2 separate regions of the Zea mays genome follow, and region 2 is linked to region 1. The links are chromatin contacts, called in public Hi-C maps. All regions are on one chromosome and are shown on one strand. Each heading gives the region's core, a stretch centred on a gene start, on an enhancer-like site or on the middle of the called end of the contact. The rest is flanking DNA. Distances are from core to core; before and after follow the strand shown. Region 1 holds the start of LOC542489 (cellulose synthase 3). Region 2 holds the start of LOC100277400.

Region 1 (7,925 bases), core at 2,719-5,218:
TCCCTTCTAGCAATAAAATCCTGAAGCAACATATAGCACCTATAATTTTGAGATTACTAGTCACATACTACTACTATTCTCAGTCCTCTAGGGATGATTGACATATTTCCCAATTATTCCTACTGTTTCTATGTTGGGGAAGTTTATGTCATTGTTCACATATTGGGCATAGTTTCTTTCATACTTGTTTATAATCAGTCAAACTATAACGAATGATGAACAACCTAAACTTATATATGCTTTTATGAAAACCCATGAGACATGGCAAGAGGTTGATCCAGATGAATACTCTTATGAGGCAAGTTACATTGCTTGCTGTCTTATCCTTACTTCTCCAAGCCCCTCATTTGAAGCTTCATACATCAATATGCCAATATGCCATGTTTTAATGGTTCTTATGTTGATATCAGGAGCTAGTCGCATTGGGTGAAGTAGTTGGCACAGAAAACAGAGGTCTCTCTGCCGATACACTTGCTTCTTTACCTTCAGTAACATACAAGCTGCAACATGTTCAGGATGGCAACACGGAGCAGTATGTGCAAATAATTGAAGTTTTATAGTTTTGTAATGATCTAGCTTCTGTATATAAAGTTCTAATGTATCATTATTGTTGATAGATGCGTAATTTGCTGTGTGGAATTGGAGGATGAATCTTTATGCGATGTTTTATGGACAACAATTACACACAACATAACAGCCAATGATAATTAATGTTGACAATTCGAATTTATTAATTCAAAAATTAATAAATACACATTTTTGCACATCATTTGTATAGCGTGAATTGGGAAGAAAACATAGAAAACAAAAAAAGAAATGGAAAAAAGGAATCTGTTAACACTGTAGCTTTAGGGGACCGAATTTAGGGGACGCTGCTGGAGACTGAGAATATATAGAGGACAAAATCTTTTAGAGTGTTCTGTAAAGGACAGAGAATATTCTTTTAGGAGATGGAATTTAGGAGACGCTGCTGGAGACAGCCTTAGACGGAGACGGAGGCATGTAAGCTTGACCATCAGATATGTGTGTTTTCCCGTGCACTTTCTCTGTGCCATCTTATGTCTAGTTTTTTTTACGATAAATAAGTATTTCACCAAAGGCCATGTTCGTTTTGTCTCGGTGGAGATTAAGAGTCATATAACGAAGTTGCTTATGTGTAATTTTTGTTGTTACCTTTCATCATTTTTGTTTACAATCTCTATAAATCTGAGTTGTCCATATTTCAAGCACTTCTTCTCGTTTTTTTTCTAGAATAACATATAATTATGTTGGGGTACATCAATCTTCTTACAATTCACACCAAAAAGCTTAAAGCAATTTCTTTTACTAGTAATATTTTGAGACACCTTGTGATTTGCTCGAAACACATCACAGATCAAATTCACTAGCTCTTTATAGCAATTGCTTGAGAATACAAACTTAGACTTAATACACATACTGCATCACTCAATGAGCGAAATGTTATAGAGTGATTGTAACGATGTTCTGTTCTTGCAATGGTATTTAAAGGAATAAATTATTTATATAGATGGGAATTAAGATAATAAGACATGTCTATACAGCGGTAATAGTAGCAAGGGTTTAAACAAAACCCTGAAAGATGAAAAAGAACCCGTAATTTTAAAATACCAATGAACGAACAAATTATTATAGGGTGTTCGATCCACCGCCTATTGCTCCTCGCATCGATGCGGCGACGACTCAACTTGTAGTAAGATTAATAATATAGGTTAAAGTGCGCTTTATAAGGTCGCTCTCAATATGAGTTCCATACTCATTAAATACAATGACACATCACGATGCTTGGTGATGTGACAGTGTAATTAAGAGGAGAGATATAGAGAACTTTACAGGAGATGGTAGAGTTTTATGGGGTGAAACCTTGTGTACACGGTTACCTAGTTTAAATCGGATGTGGCAACATTATAGTGCATTGAAACTCATCATTGAGAATGGCCTTAATATGTTGACACATATAGACAACTAAAATCATAACCATACAATAAATCTATCATAATATAAGCAATACATTTAATACTCGGGCCATCTATTTATCTCATAAATTGTTTTCAAGTTTATGAACAATCTAATTTCAACTGGCTACTAGTAAGCAGTTTGCTTCCCTTCTCTCTTCATTTTCTTTCTTTTATGTCACTATAAGTCTGATGTGTTGTCTCTTGCAGTTCACCTATGTCACCTTATTATACTAGCTCTAACGCTGTCACGACTGCATATGCCTCCATCGACTACAGGTAGGGGTGAACAAAATACTCGATACCCAAACATCAAACCCAAATTACTTGAACCCGGATCCAAATACTGAAACCTGAAATACCCAATCGTAATTTAAGATAGTGACATGTACCCACAATACAGGGTACCCTAAGATAACGTAAAATGACTACTCTATGACATATGAAATTACGTGCAAGATGGTCTCTAGGTAGATTAGGCTCGATTAGGTCATCTCGCCCAGGTTGAACCTGACCGAAGCAAACCTAACGAAAGTCCCCATAACCTAGTATTTTCCACTAGGCCAAACTTGATCTGGCCACCCCGACCAAGTTAGACTGGACCATAACAAACACAACTAGGGTTCACTCGACCAAGATCCTCCACCAAGTTGGCCCTAACCTCGACTAGTCAATCCTAACCTCGGACAAGCTGACTATACATCTCATACATGACTCCATAGTCAGAAAGGAAACTCATAGAGCCAGTGCATTTATGATCCTCTAATCTTTCAGCGTACACGTCTAACGTAAGACAAAGGTAGATATAGTATAAAGTACTCTAGGGACTCCTCAACACCACACCTCAAAAGGAAGAAAGTCAACAGAATTAGACAAGACATGAGCGAAAGAAGATAACTCCAAGGCCAACCACTCGTACGACTCTTATAAACGTGCCCAACGACAAGGCTTTGGACACATGCAGGACCTAACCACTCCCTTGGCCTAGTCATCTTGAAGATGACAAAGCAATATGCATTCGCCATGATGTACCAAAAGAGCTACACAACCCGGAATATGAACAACACACCCCATCGAAACCTCTGTAACAATAGGTCTCATGTTCCTCAAGTACATAAAGGGATGGGGCCACCTTGCATCCACTTTACACAAAGCACGAGAGTTCAACACTCCACTTTGTAACACTCGAGTCAATAAGAAAGGCTTCAACACCATACTATGTAGGAGTTATTTCTGAACAAGTCTAAACTCTCTTAGGCGTGTAAAGAGCAAGACCATCGAGACGACAACATCACGAATCCTCTCCTAACCTACAAAATTAATTGTGGGATAGTAATTGTAAAAACCCAAATTTAGTTTGGGAAATGTTCCCCAATACTCGATCTATCCGAATTACTCGAAATATCTCAATCATTTCTCTTATATATTCATAACATAAAGACACATGAAGTGGTTCGGTGCGATATAATTATATTATTTAAAACAAACTAATATATATTTACGCTAACTTAATAACTAGTTTATTATTATTGATATGCAGACATGTTTTGATTTGAGGAACCATTATTTATTACTTTAAATGCTACTAAAATTCTTTTAAAATGATTGATTGTGTCCATTTCAGATATTATCAAGTAAAATCCGAAATGAATCATTGAGTATATAAAATTTCGAATAATATTTTTTGAAACTAAAATTCGTTAACAATTATTTATACCCTAAATTTCATTTAACCGAATTATCTGACTCGAATTTTGTAACCTGAATGGACAGACCGTTGCGCACGGCTAGAACAACTGAACAACAGTCTGTGGGACGGTGACGGCGTCCAGGCGACGACGTTGACGCCCGCCGCCCCGCACGGCCGTACCCAATCCGACAGCCCACATCCACCTCCCACTCCCACCTCCCATCCGACGGTGCAGAGCCCGTCACAGTTCACCGCGCTAGCCCACGGGACGCGGCAGAAAGCGACGCGTGTGGGGGACGCGAGTACGCGACACGACAGCGAGAGCACTAGCAGTCGGGACACTCACCACCAGCTAACGCGCACTCGCGTCGGAATGCGTGCTGCGTGAAGAGAGGCGAGACGGGCTGCGGGGAGGAGGCGGATAGCGGCGGCGTCGGCATGGAGGCGAACCGGGGGATGGTGGCTGGCTCCCGCGGCGGGGTCGTAACGATCCGGCACGACGGCGACGGAGCCGCGGTGCGTCCCCACTCTCCCCCGCTCTTCGGTGCCCTGCTCGCGCTCTCACTCGGCTTCGTCCCGTCGCGTTTTGATTTGCGCCGGGGGACCTGTCGATCTGCCGTGCGCCCGTGCGCCGCCGGGCGGATGGAGTTGGTCCAGCGTCCGATTGGCGGCCCTTGCGGTCGTTGTGTGGGATGCCTAGGTTCTGTTGCGTCAGCGTAGGAGGTTTTCGGTGCGGTTGTGGGGGGTTTTCGGCGCGGCGTGCTGGTCGAGTGGCGACTCTATTGATTTCACTGTTCTCTTCGCCACCTGCTCGCGACGGTGTTGTCGGGAAATGCAGAGGGGATTTGGTTGAGATGGATTATTCAACTTGCCTGGGTTTGTCATCTGTATTTTATAGGAACAGTTCGAATCCTACAGTTTGTTGGTATTAATAAGCTGTTGACCTGCTAATGCGTCAAGCTTTGGTCTTAATTAATGTATGCATTTCTCCTAACTCTGTGGGCCATGAGGGAAATTTGTTGCGTCTTGTTCGATTTTATGATATTCTTATATAGAACCTCTGATTGTTGGTTTGTTGCTGTCACAATCTCACCTTCATGACTACATCTACGTTGTTGGCGTGCAGGCTAAGCAGTTGAAGAATGTGAATGAACAAATATGTCAAATCTGCGGTGACACGCTCGGGCTCTCAGCAACAGGCGATATCTTTGTTGCGTGCAACGAATGTGCCTTCCCAGTGTGTCGTCCGTGCTATGAGTACGAGCGTAAGGAGGGGAATCAGTGCTGCCCTCAATGCAAGACTAGATACAAGAGGCACAAAGGTCCGTTCCTTGTGGGACATACTGAGCTTACTCATTGCTTTACAAGTTCAAAGAATCAAAGTTTCAAACTTCTTGAGAAATCTGTTAATTGATATTGCAAACACATCTGTTTAAATTTTCTAATGGAAAATGACTTATGCACATATCTCCATGTTCAAATTTAGGAAGCCCTCGAGTTCGGGGAGATGAGGAAGAGGATGGAGTTGATGATTTGGACAACGAATTCAACTATACACAAGGCAATGTCCAAGGGCCTCAGTGGCAGCTGCGGGGACAAGGGGAAGATGTTGACATCTCTTCGTCTTCTCGACATGAACCCCATCACAGAATTCCACGTCTGACAACTGGGCAGCAGGTATAACAACATACATAAAGCCACTATACGATGCCAGACAAACAGATTCTTGCTGAGCTTTTGGTCCTGTAATCTTATTAGAATTATCTGTACTATCCAAGGCTGTCCTTCCGCTTTAGCCCTGTAGTGTGAAGTTTCAATGGAACCAACTGGTTCACTGCCTCACTGCTGGAGTTGTAGCCCAGTGTTCTTGGTTGCTTATAGATGATTAAGTCCATATACAAGAAATGGGTGGCTGGGTGCTCTTATCTGTTACCAGATACATGTATGACAATAAGTTTTTTTAGATAAAGGAATTTTATGCCAGCCTCTGCAAGAGTTTTGCACTCAACCATCCAGTGTATAACAATAAATACGCTCGACAAATACTGCTTACTACTTTTGGGACCTACGTCTTGTTTCAGAAAGACAGCTATAATTCCATTGAATTAGATGGTCATTGTACTTCCTGACATAATTCCAATGAATTAGATAGATGGTCGTTATATTGAACTTGAAAGCTTCCATAAGAATATTTTGTATTGTTGTTGCACTGAAACATTGTCAACTGCTTTCAGATGTCTGGAGATATCCCTGATGCATCTCCTGATCGCCATTCTATTCGCAGCCCAACACCAAGTTATGTTGATCCAAGCATTCCAGGTGTGCTATCGTGTTATGTATATTTGTGTTGGTAATCAGTTCCCCTGCAGATTCACTAGAATGCAATCATTTGTTCCATGATATCAGTACCTGTGAGGATTGTGGACCCCTCGAAGGATTTGAATTCTTATGGAGTTGGAAGTGTTGACTGGAAAGAAAGAGTCGAGAGCTGGAAAGTTAGACAGGACAAAAATATGATACAGGTGACTCATAAATATCCAGCTGAAGGGAAAGGGGACATTGAAGGGACTGGCTCAAATGGTGAAGATCTGCAAATGTATGGTCCTTACGACTTCACTTATGTCTGCTCTGTCTTTTCTTCTTTGAATCAGGATCCTTCTGTATAGAAAACATTCACATTGCACCTGGGGTCTTATTTTACAATTTTAGTTGTCCATGCTGAGTTGCTGACTACATCAAGCCAAGCAATATTTGCTATAATGCCAGAGAATACTCTTTCCATTAAACTCCACAAATGAGTCCTGCACCAGTTTTAATGTAGTGGATATTTTTGCTACACACCAAGTTTTTTATTCTTGCCACTTCTGTTCTAGTGTTTTGTAATAGTGGAATGCTTACTGCTTTCTGTTTCAGCTAATGCTGTTGATTTGCCTGCATTTATTGCTCTTCTGCAGGGCTGACGATGCACGGCTACCTCTAAGTCGCATAGTTCCGATATCTCCAAACGAGCTTAACCTTTATCGGATCGTGATTGTTCTCCGGCTTATCATCCTATGTTTCTTCTTTCAATATCGTATAACTCATCCAGTGGAAGATGCTTATGGGTTGTGGCTTGTATCTGTTATTTGTGAAGTTTGGTTTGCCTTGTCTTGGCTTCTAGATCAGTTCCCAAAGTGGTATCCTATCAACCGTGAAACTTACCTCGATAGACTTGCATTGAGGCAAGTTGCACTTCTTGATGTTTTCTACTGGATGTTGCCAATGCATTGATTGTTATCTTTAAGTGTTCTTATGTTTCGTGCTGAGATTTCTGGTTCGACTTTGCAGATATGATAGGGAGGGTGAGCCATCCCAGTTGGCTCCAATCGATGTCTTTGTTAGTACAGTGGATCCACTTAAGGAACCTCCTCTAATTACTGGCAACACTGTCCTGTCCATTCTTGCTGTGGATTACCCTGTTGACAAAGTATCATGTTATGTTTCTGATGACGGTTCAGCTATGTTGACTTTTGAAGCGCTATCTGAAACCGCAGAGTTTGCAAGGAAATGGGTTCCCTTTTGCAAGAAACACAATATTGAACCTAGGGCTCCAGAGTTTTACTTTGCTCAAAAGATAGATTACCTAAAGGACAAAATACAACCTTCTTTTGTGAAAGAAAGGCGGGCTATGAAGGTAAGATAAGGTAGCAAATAGTCAGATTACTTATTCTACAAATGGGTGACTTTGATCACATGAGGTGTTCTCTGACAGAGGGAGTATGAAGAGTTCAAAGTACGGATCAATGCCCTTGTTGCAAAAGCGCAAAAAATACCTGAGGAGGGCTGGACCATGGCTGATGGCACTCCTTGGCCTGGGAATAACCCTAGAGATCATCCAGGAATGATCCAAGTATATTTTTCTTAATATCTCTAAAATGGACATTCTGTCAGAACTTTAGTTTGTCATAGATCTTGTCCTCATGTATTCCACTTTTTTTATAATAGGTATTCTTGGGCCACAGTGGTGGGCTTGACACGGATGGGAATGAGTTGCCACGGCTTGTTTATGTTTCTCGTGAAAAGAGGCCAGGCTTCCAGCACCACAAGAAGGCTGGTGCCATGAATGCTTTGGTATATTTTCACATAGTTATTCAGCTCTACGAATGTCTATTTGGTTTGTTCATTGCTTTATGATCTCTTTACTAATGAACAGATTCGCGTATCAGCTGTCCTGACGAATGGTGCTTATCTTCTTAATGTGGATTGTGATCACTACTTCAATA
Region 2 (7,925 bases), core at 3,531-6,030, 740 kb after region 1:
GGAGTCGGTGGAGCTTTTGTCGAAGTCCCACTCCCGGCAAACATGGGCATCGCCGCCCTTCTTCTTGTAGTACCTCTTCTTTTCCTTCTTCTTTCCCCTCTTGTCGTCGCCCCTGTCACTATCACTAGATAATGGACATTTAGCAATGAAATGACCGGGCTTACCACACTTGTAGCAAACTTTCTTGGAGCGGGGCTTGTAATCCTTCCCCCTCCTTTGCTTGAGGATTTGGCGGAAGCTCTTGATGATGAGCGCCATCTCCTCGTTGTCGAGCTTGGAGGCGTCGATGGGAAGTCTACTTGATGTAGACTCTTCCTTCTTCTCCTCCGTCGCTTTGAAGGCGACGGGTTGCACCTCGGATGTAGAAGTGGCGCCTTGCTCGATGATTTTTCTTAGAGCCTTTGATCATCAATTCAAAGCTCAAAAATTTTCCTATAACTTCCTCGGGAGACATTAGTTTATATCTTGGATCACCACGAATTAATTGAACTTGAGTAGGGTCAAGAAATACGAGTGATCTAAGAATAACCTTGACCATCTCATGGTCATCCCATTTGGTGCTCCCGAGGTTGCGCACTTGGTTCACCAATATCTTGAGTCGGTTGTATATTGCTTGTGGCTCCTCCCCTTGGTGAAGCATGAAGCGACCGAGCTCCCCCTCGATCGTTTCCCTCTTGGTGATCTTGGTCACCTCGTCTCCTTCGTGCGCGGTTTTGAGCACATCCCAAATCTCCTTGGCGCTCTTCAACCCTTGCACCTTGTTATACTCCTCTCGACTTAGAGAGGCGAGGAGTATAGTGGTGGCTTGGGAGTTGAAGTGCCGGATTTGGGCAACTTTGTCCGAGTCATAGTCTTCATCCCCCTGCGATGGTACCTGTACTCTAATCTCAACAACATCCCAAATACTAGTGTGGAGTGAGGTTAGATGGTGCCTCATTTTGTCACTCCACATATTATAATCTTCACCATCAAACATGGGTGGTTTGCCTAATGGGACGGAAAGTAAAGGAGTACGTTTTGAAATGTGAGGATAGCGTAGGGGAATCTTACTAAACTTCTTGCGCTCATGGCGCTTAGAAGTGACGGACGGCGTGTCGGAGCCAGAGGTGGATGGCGATGAAGAGTCGGTCTCATAGTAGACAACTTTCTTCATCTTCTTTTTCTTCTCGCCGCTCCGACGCGACTTGTCGTGTGAAGGGGATCCCTTCACCTTGTTGCCAGACTCCCCGGATGGAGCCTTCCCATGGCTTGTGGTGGGCTTCTCGCCGGTCACCATCTCCTTCTTGGCGTGATCTCCCGACATCACTTTGAGCGGTTAGGCTCTAATGAAGTACCGGCTCTGATACCAATTGAAAGTCGCCTAAAGGGGGTGAATAGGCAAATCTGAAATTTACAAACTTAAGCACAACTACAAGCCGGGGTTAGTATTAGAATTAAAGTCGAGTCCGAAAGAGAGGGCGAAAACAAATCACAAGCAAATAAGGCGGATGACACTGTGATTTGTTTTACCGAGGTTCGGTTCTTGCAAACCTACTCCCCGTTGAGGTGGTCACAAAGACCGGGTCTCTTTCAACCCTTTCCCTCTCTCAAACGGTCACTTAGACCGAGTGAGCTTCTATTCTCAATCAATCGGGACACTAAGTCCCCACAAGGACCACCACACAATTGGTGTCTCTTGCCTTGATTACAATTGAGTTGGAAACAAGAAAGAAGGAAGAAGAAAAGCAATCCAAGCGCAAGAGCTCAAATGAACACAAATCTCTCTCTCTCTCTAGTCACTAATTTGGTTGGACTGATTCCGGACTTGGGATAGGATTTGATCTCTTTGTTTGTGTCTTGTATTGAATGTTATAGCTCTTGTATGAGGTTTGAAGGCTGAAAACTTGGATGCAATGAATGGTGGGTGGTTGGGGGTATTTATAACCCCAACCACCAAAATAGTCGTTTGTGAAGGCTGCTGTCGTATGGCGCACCGGACAGTCCGGTACGCCAGCCACGTCACCCAACCGTTAGGGTTCGACCGTTGGAGCTTCTGACTTCTGGGCCACCGAACAGTCCAGTTGGAGCTTCTGACTTCTGGGCCATCGGACGGACCGTTAGAGAGTATGTCTTGGTTTGTGTCCAGTGGCTGCAGTGCAGCCCCCGGCGCTGTTATCTTCTTCGGCGGCATGACGAAGGTTGATGCTTTGCCGAAGGTTGTGGAAGTGAGTACACCGGAGGTGGGCGCCAATGTTGGGGACTTGTTCTCAAATGCTATGAATTAAGAACAAGGCAACACAGAAAGAAGTTAATGGTTAAGGCCCTTCGTCCTTTGAAGCATTATTTCCCTCAGGATATAACGATCTTCGGACGAAGGTCATGAAGAACATACCTTCATGATCACAGTTTACATTGATGAAAGAAGAAGCATATGAAACATGAGAAATAACATGAATAACCATGTAACATCCTTTATATGCCCTTATTATATAATCATGAATGAATAAGAACAATATTGAGTTACCTTCGGCTTGACAGAAGGCTAAAGTACAAACGTGATGCACGAGCAAGTACAAGTCAGCGTGAACAGTACAGGGGTACTGTTCATCTATTTATAGGCACAGGGCGCAGCCTGTGTAAAATTACATTCATGCCCTTTATATTTACTATTGATTTAAGGACAACCCAACGAGGACTAGATAGCCTTTTCCCCTTTAAGTCGGTTCCTTTTTCCGCCGCTGAGCCGAAGCTCCCTTGCACGTAGCTTCGGAGCATCATCAACCTTCGTCTCGACCATGCTTTCCGTATCATGTACAGTTTTAACCTGAGTCTTAAGGTACCTGTATATATATTACACTTGGGAAACACTGTTAAATCATGTTTTTTAGGACCTTCGGAAGACGAAGGCCCCCAACAGGTGTATTGTCCTGTCTGTTCGGTATACGTGTCCCTTTAGTGAGTCTTACCGTGGGCATCTTCGTAGTAGTGTGAGGGGCCCCACAGGTTAGTCATACGGTGCAGTCGTGCGTCGTGTGGTCTCGCCTGTCGTCATGAGCCCGCGCCACTCACCGATGTGCGTAGGCATAAACCCGGTATGGTATATCTACTGTGTACTATCCATTATATGGGTCACTATAGAAGCTCCAGTGCTAAGGTCCTCCATGGACAGGGTCAATTAACCCCTCGAGTTAGTGGGGGTGCGCCCGGGGTCATACTTGAGGATGTGAAGTCATGTTGATAGTGACCTCCCGGCGCATCCTCGATCTGTCGTACATATGTCCGGTCGTGTTCCTAGGGTGACACATCTTGTCACAGTCAGCGTGGGCTTGTAGCGCGTGACTTGGGTCTCCGCCTTGCAGATTTGCTCGACTGGGACTTGGTCGGCCGCTCTACCTCGTAGGCTTGCTCGGCGGGGACTTGGTCGATCGCGCGCGCCTCGCATACTTGCTCGGGCGGGACTTGGTCGGCCAGGAGGTTATGTGCCCTATTTTGGGTACCCCGTTCCTTGGTACTCGACACCCCCTTAGGCATCCGTGTTCCTTTCACCCACGCTATCATATGACACAGTTGGCAGTTGTAGAAACTACATGACATAGTGCTCGTTGGTTCACTTGTGATCTAGGTGTGGCTATAGTGATGTCGTCGTCTCTTGCAATAAATGAGATGAATAAAAGCCTTTTTATTTCTTGGTGTCATGTGTGGTCTACCTATGGTGTTGGTTCACTAGTTAGAGGCACATATGGCGTTGGGGCTGTGTCCCCTGGTTGTTCTACCCTGAGGCGTCTTAGGGAGAGCCAAGGAGACTCGTATAAGGCCCCTAACTCACAGGCCTCGAGGCCTAGCCGCCATGGGGCTTGGCCTCCCTATGTGCATGGTCTCATGAATGTCAGGCTGGCGCTGACCTAGGCTTTCTACAGGTTTGTCTTCTGTCGATGAAGTCCTGAAAGACACTTTTATAATATAGGGGATTGTGATTTAGAGAGGGCCGGACTGGGAGGAGGCCCAGTGGCCCACGAACGAAGTTGGTTTTGGCCCATTATCTTTAGCATTTTTCTATTATTTTCAGAAAATACATATTATATATATTAGTAGTTTCAAAAATTAGAGGGGCTATGGCCTACTTTACCCCTTGAACATCTACATATGTATTATTGTAATTTCACATGAATCATTGGTATATGTATATATCCACAATCGTAGTCTTTATAAAACAGAGAGAGCATAACTTAGTCTGTTAGGTCATATGACAGAAGAGTTTAGGGGTCATTTGGATCCCTCTATTTTTATTAAAAATAAAATCTACTTAATAGAGTAGGCTATTTAGCTTAGAATCTGATATTCCATCGTTTTTAAAGTTCAGATACAATTCTATCTTAAATTTATAGAACGAAAGGATGAAAATTGATTTCATCGAACTATATTTCTATTCTGCAATTTATAATATACATTTTGGCTCGCTACCCTATAACATAAATGTAGCACATAAATGTCTTTATTATATATATAACACCGATGATATAAAACCATATTATTAATCTATGCTTAAATTATAACTATTGAAATGAAATTTAACCTAAAGGATCCAAAGCGGGACCTCATAGAACATCTGCATTTCATTCAGGTATGGCAGTGATTGTTTGTTTCATTGCTCGTCTCTTTGGTCACGCACGTGCCAGAACCCCAGAACGTTCGGGTGTACTTGTTGCGACGTGAGAAACATAACATTTTGATTCCTTGCGGTCGCAAAGGCAAATCGACACAAGCAAATGATAAATGTGTCATCTATCCATCGAATGGTCCCATTCCATTCCAAGCAAGCGGTCCAGGTCGGAAAAACTTGCTCCATCTCATCCTCATCGCGTCTCCCAGATCACCTGACCCCGTGGTTGGTTGGTCCTCGTCGCGATTGGTTCTTTCTTGGTCCGTTCGCTCACTTCTCGCCCTGTCTTTGCCTGCGGCTGCTGCTGCTCTGGGACAGGTGGGAGAGGAGGCGCCACACCCAGACGAGAGGCTTCCCGAGTCCACCGCCAGCACGAGTCCACCGCCGGCACTTTGACTCGGAGCCGGAGATTCTTGCGAGGAACTGGCAGGGATCTGCTGCCCATCCGCATATCGTAATTCATGATCTCTATCTCTATGCGTTTTAGATTTTGACTAGCATTTTCTGATTCCGTGTTCTTTTTTTTTTATTGCGGATACACTGATGCGCACATGTCCGATGTATCCTCCCCCGATCTCAATCTAGATGCTGCAACAGTAGTTCACTCGTCGGAGGAAGGCGCATCACACGAACTAGGTGGAAGGAACCGGACGGAGCTTGGAGAGGGCAAGCGGGCAAGGGGAGTGAGTAGTGGTTCTCGGTGTCTTCTTTAACCACTCTGTCCGATCCGCTGGTGTGTCTGCGCGATCCTGTTGACGAATCAATCGCCGGTAAACTCAGCTTCCTTCCCCACTTCATACTCTCTCAGACGATAGGTTTCTTGATGCCTTCCGCTTCGTTTTGTTCGTTTGTTTCGTGTGTGCGCGTCAATGAAGGACGGGCAAATGTCGCATCTTTACCTTTTGCGTGGGGTACCCAGGCCGACCAGGTTGCGGCATAGGTTCTGAATCTCCGAATAGTGTTTTGTGTGTCTCACTTTCTTTGGCCTGTTCTTTTCCCCTGCTTTCTCTATTTGGCAATTAGGATTCTGTATTGCGTTGATCTCTCTATTAGCCGGGAAGGCAAGGAAAAAAGTGCTTCTTTTTATCCTTGATTGATGAATGGACTGGCGCAGGCCACCAGGTCGCGGGTTGAAGCAGCGTCTCCCTATTTGCGGGGGGGGGGGGGGGGGGGGGGGGGGGGGAAGCTGGCCTCGGTTTAGGGACTTTGGCACTGTTTCTTTAACGGACTGGCGCAAGTATAGTATCAGATTTTAATGAGAACGACGAGGACAGCAAACTTATATAATGTGTTGCTGATATATGATGGCAGGGACGGTTAATTAAGCATTCCAATCCTCAGCCATGGCCGTGGACACTACTCAACCGGAGTACTGGCTCAACTGGAGGTTCTTGCTGTGCGCGCTCTGGGTCTACTCCTGCATGGCCTTGGCATTCTTCCTGATTAAGAAGTACGAGGGGGCCAGTTCACCGGACAGCAATGGCGATGACGGTGGAGACAGAGAAGAGGCGTTACCACGTGTCAGACCTGGTGTTGTTTATCTTGAAGATTGCTGGAAGACATGCCTTGAGGGTATCCACCCTGGCTGGCTGCTGGCATTTCGCGTTGTGGCCTTCTTCGTTTTGGCTTCGCTGCTCGTGGTCGACATCATTACTGATGGATGGAGTATCTTCCTATACTACACTCAGTGAGCTCATTTTCATCCCAGAATTAGTTCCACTACCAACAATTAAAAAAAACTTATGCTGAAATGATGTTGTATGTTTGGCAGGTGGACGTTCTTGCTTGTCACCTTGTATTTTGGGGTATGTAGTTTGCCAATGGAACTTTGGCTTGCGTTTTGTTTTGGTTATTTGTCACTTTTGTTGTTATACTTAACCTTGAGTTTCAGTAACTGACACTGACATCACATCTCACTGCACTCCTGCAACATTGATACAAAGGCTTATATGAATTTTCTTTTGAGGATATTATCTGAAACAGACTGGACACTCGAGTTATGTATTCTTGCTCATGATTTTTTAACCAGTACTACCCTCTTTATCTTCAGCTTGGATCGTTACTTTCTATATATGGATGCTATCAGTATGTTTACAATACTGGTGGGGATAGATATGATCCGGTAAGATCTGGTGCAGATCATGGCACATATATGATAGCTCCAACTGCGGAAAGTGTATATGACCCTGCAATCAAAATTTCTCATGACACTAAAACAAACAATGGTGGAGAAATAGCAGGAGTTTGGGGTTATATGTTCCAGATCATGTTTCAGGTAAGTCGTCAACCATCATAAGGATGTGCCATTGCTTCACATTTTTTTTGCAAAAAGTTGACCTATTTTACATTAATAAAAGTAATGAAGAGAAACATGAAAGATGACTGACATTGCCACTCCACTCATTCTGTGTTTCTTTCCAGACAAATGCAGGTGCTGTGATGATTACAGATTTGGTGTTCTGGTTTATTCTGTACCCTTTCCTTGCCCACAATCAGTACAAGATGGATTTTGTGAGTGATCCCTTTTGCGATTTTAGGAACACTAACAATCTACTGTACAGTCTTACTTGTTTGGTGAACCATATTAACTAAAGTCTTTCGTACACATTACTTTTTCCTTTAAAATTTACCTTGAAGACCATAATTCACTATATATACCTAGGGATTTTGGAACTCTGGTATGGTAGTATATATAACTTAATGGTATGTGACTTTTTATCAGTTACTTTGTAATTTGGTCACCTTTGAGACTCATTTATTTTTTGGAACACATGTCATGAGCTCTGCCTATATTAATAAAGAGATAAAAACACGCAAGAACATAAAACCTTTCGGCCTGCCAGTATTGCTTATGTATCTTTTGTACATGATTTAAGGGAGGCAGAAGTGGATGTATACAAGTGCTAAGCACTTTTTTATAGGTGCATCAGTAGTGGCCTATTGCTTTGTAAGAATGAAATGTTACGTTGATTACGTGCTACTCATACCAATATATAATCATAGTACAAAATAGAGATTTATTTGTTTATTGGAGGTTTGTTATTTGTATTCGTATTTTTTAAATTTCTTAAAAGCTCTTAATATGTGCATCACAGATTCTGATTGGGACACATTCAATCAACGTTGTCTTCATAGTTGGAGATGCAGCTCTAAACAGACTGGTAAACGTCTCATGCCGCAAGCTCACAACATTGATCCATATCATGGTCAACTGATCATTTTATCCACAAGTGCAGCATTTCCCGTGGTTTAGGATAGCATACTTCCTACTGTGGACGGGCATTTT

What was found. Hi-C and Micro-C count contacts between places; a contact is called where the count stands out from the background.
Region 2: a contact with region 1 is called in a Hi-C map of ear, with 1.6 times the contacts expected there. The contact joins the promoter of LOC100277400 here to the promoter of LOC542489 in region 1. A contact is called at or near these places in 2 of 25 Hi-C or Micro-C datasets (ear and tassel).

Annotation. Positions count from the first base shown.
Region 1 is chr3:11,614,199-11,622,123 of Zm-B73-REFERENCE-NAM-5.0, forward strand. LOC542489 (cellulose synthase 3) reads left to right here and starts at 3,969. Exons shown (of 14, transcript NM_001305863.1): 1 at 3,969-4,179; 2 at 4,790-4,985; 3 at 5,150-5,340; 4 at 5,898-5,982; 5 at 6,070-6,259; 6 at 6,618-6,884; 7 at 6,991-7,336; 8 at 7,415-7,552; 9 at 7,648-7,773; 10 at 7,856-7,925. The coding sequence starts at 4,102. It overlaps LOC103649685 (E3 ubiquitin ligase BIG BROTHER-related), which reads left to right. Exons shown (of 6, transcript XM_020550712.1): 4 at 253-298; 5 at 411-532; 6 at 618-711. The coding sequence ends at 711.
Region 2 is chr3:12,355,168-12,363,092 of Zm-B73-REFERENCE-NAM-5.0, forward strand. LOC100277400 reads left to right here and starts at 4,781. Exons shown (of 10, transcript NM_001150967.1): 1 at 4,781-5,093; 2 at 5,225-5,409; 3 at 5,951-6,326; 4 at 6,411-6,444; 5 at 6,690-6,914; 6 at 7,061-7,150; 7 at 7,735-7,800; 8 at 7,876-7,925. The coding sequence starts at 5,983.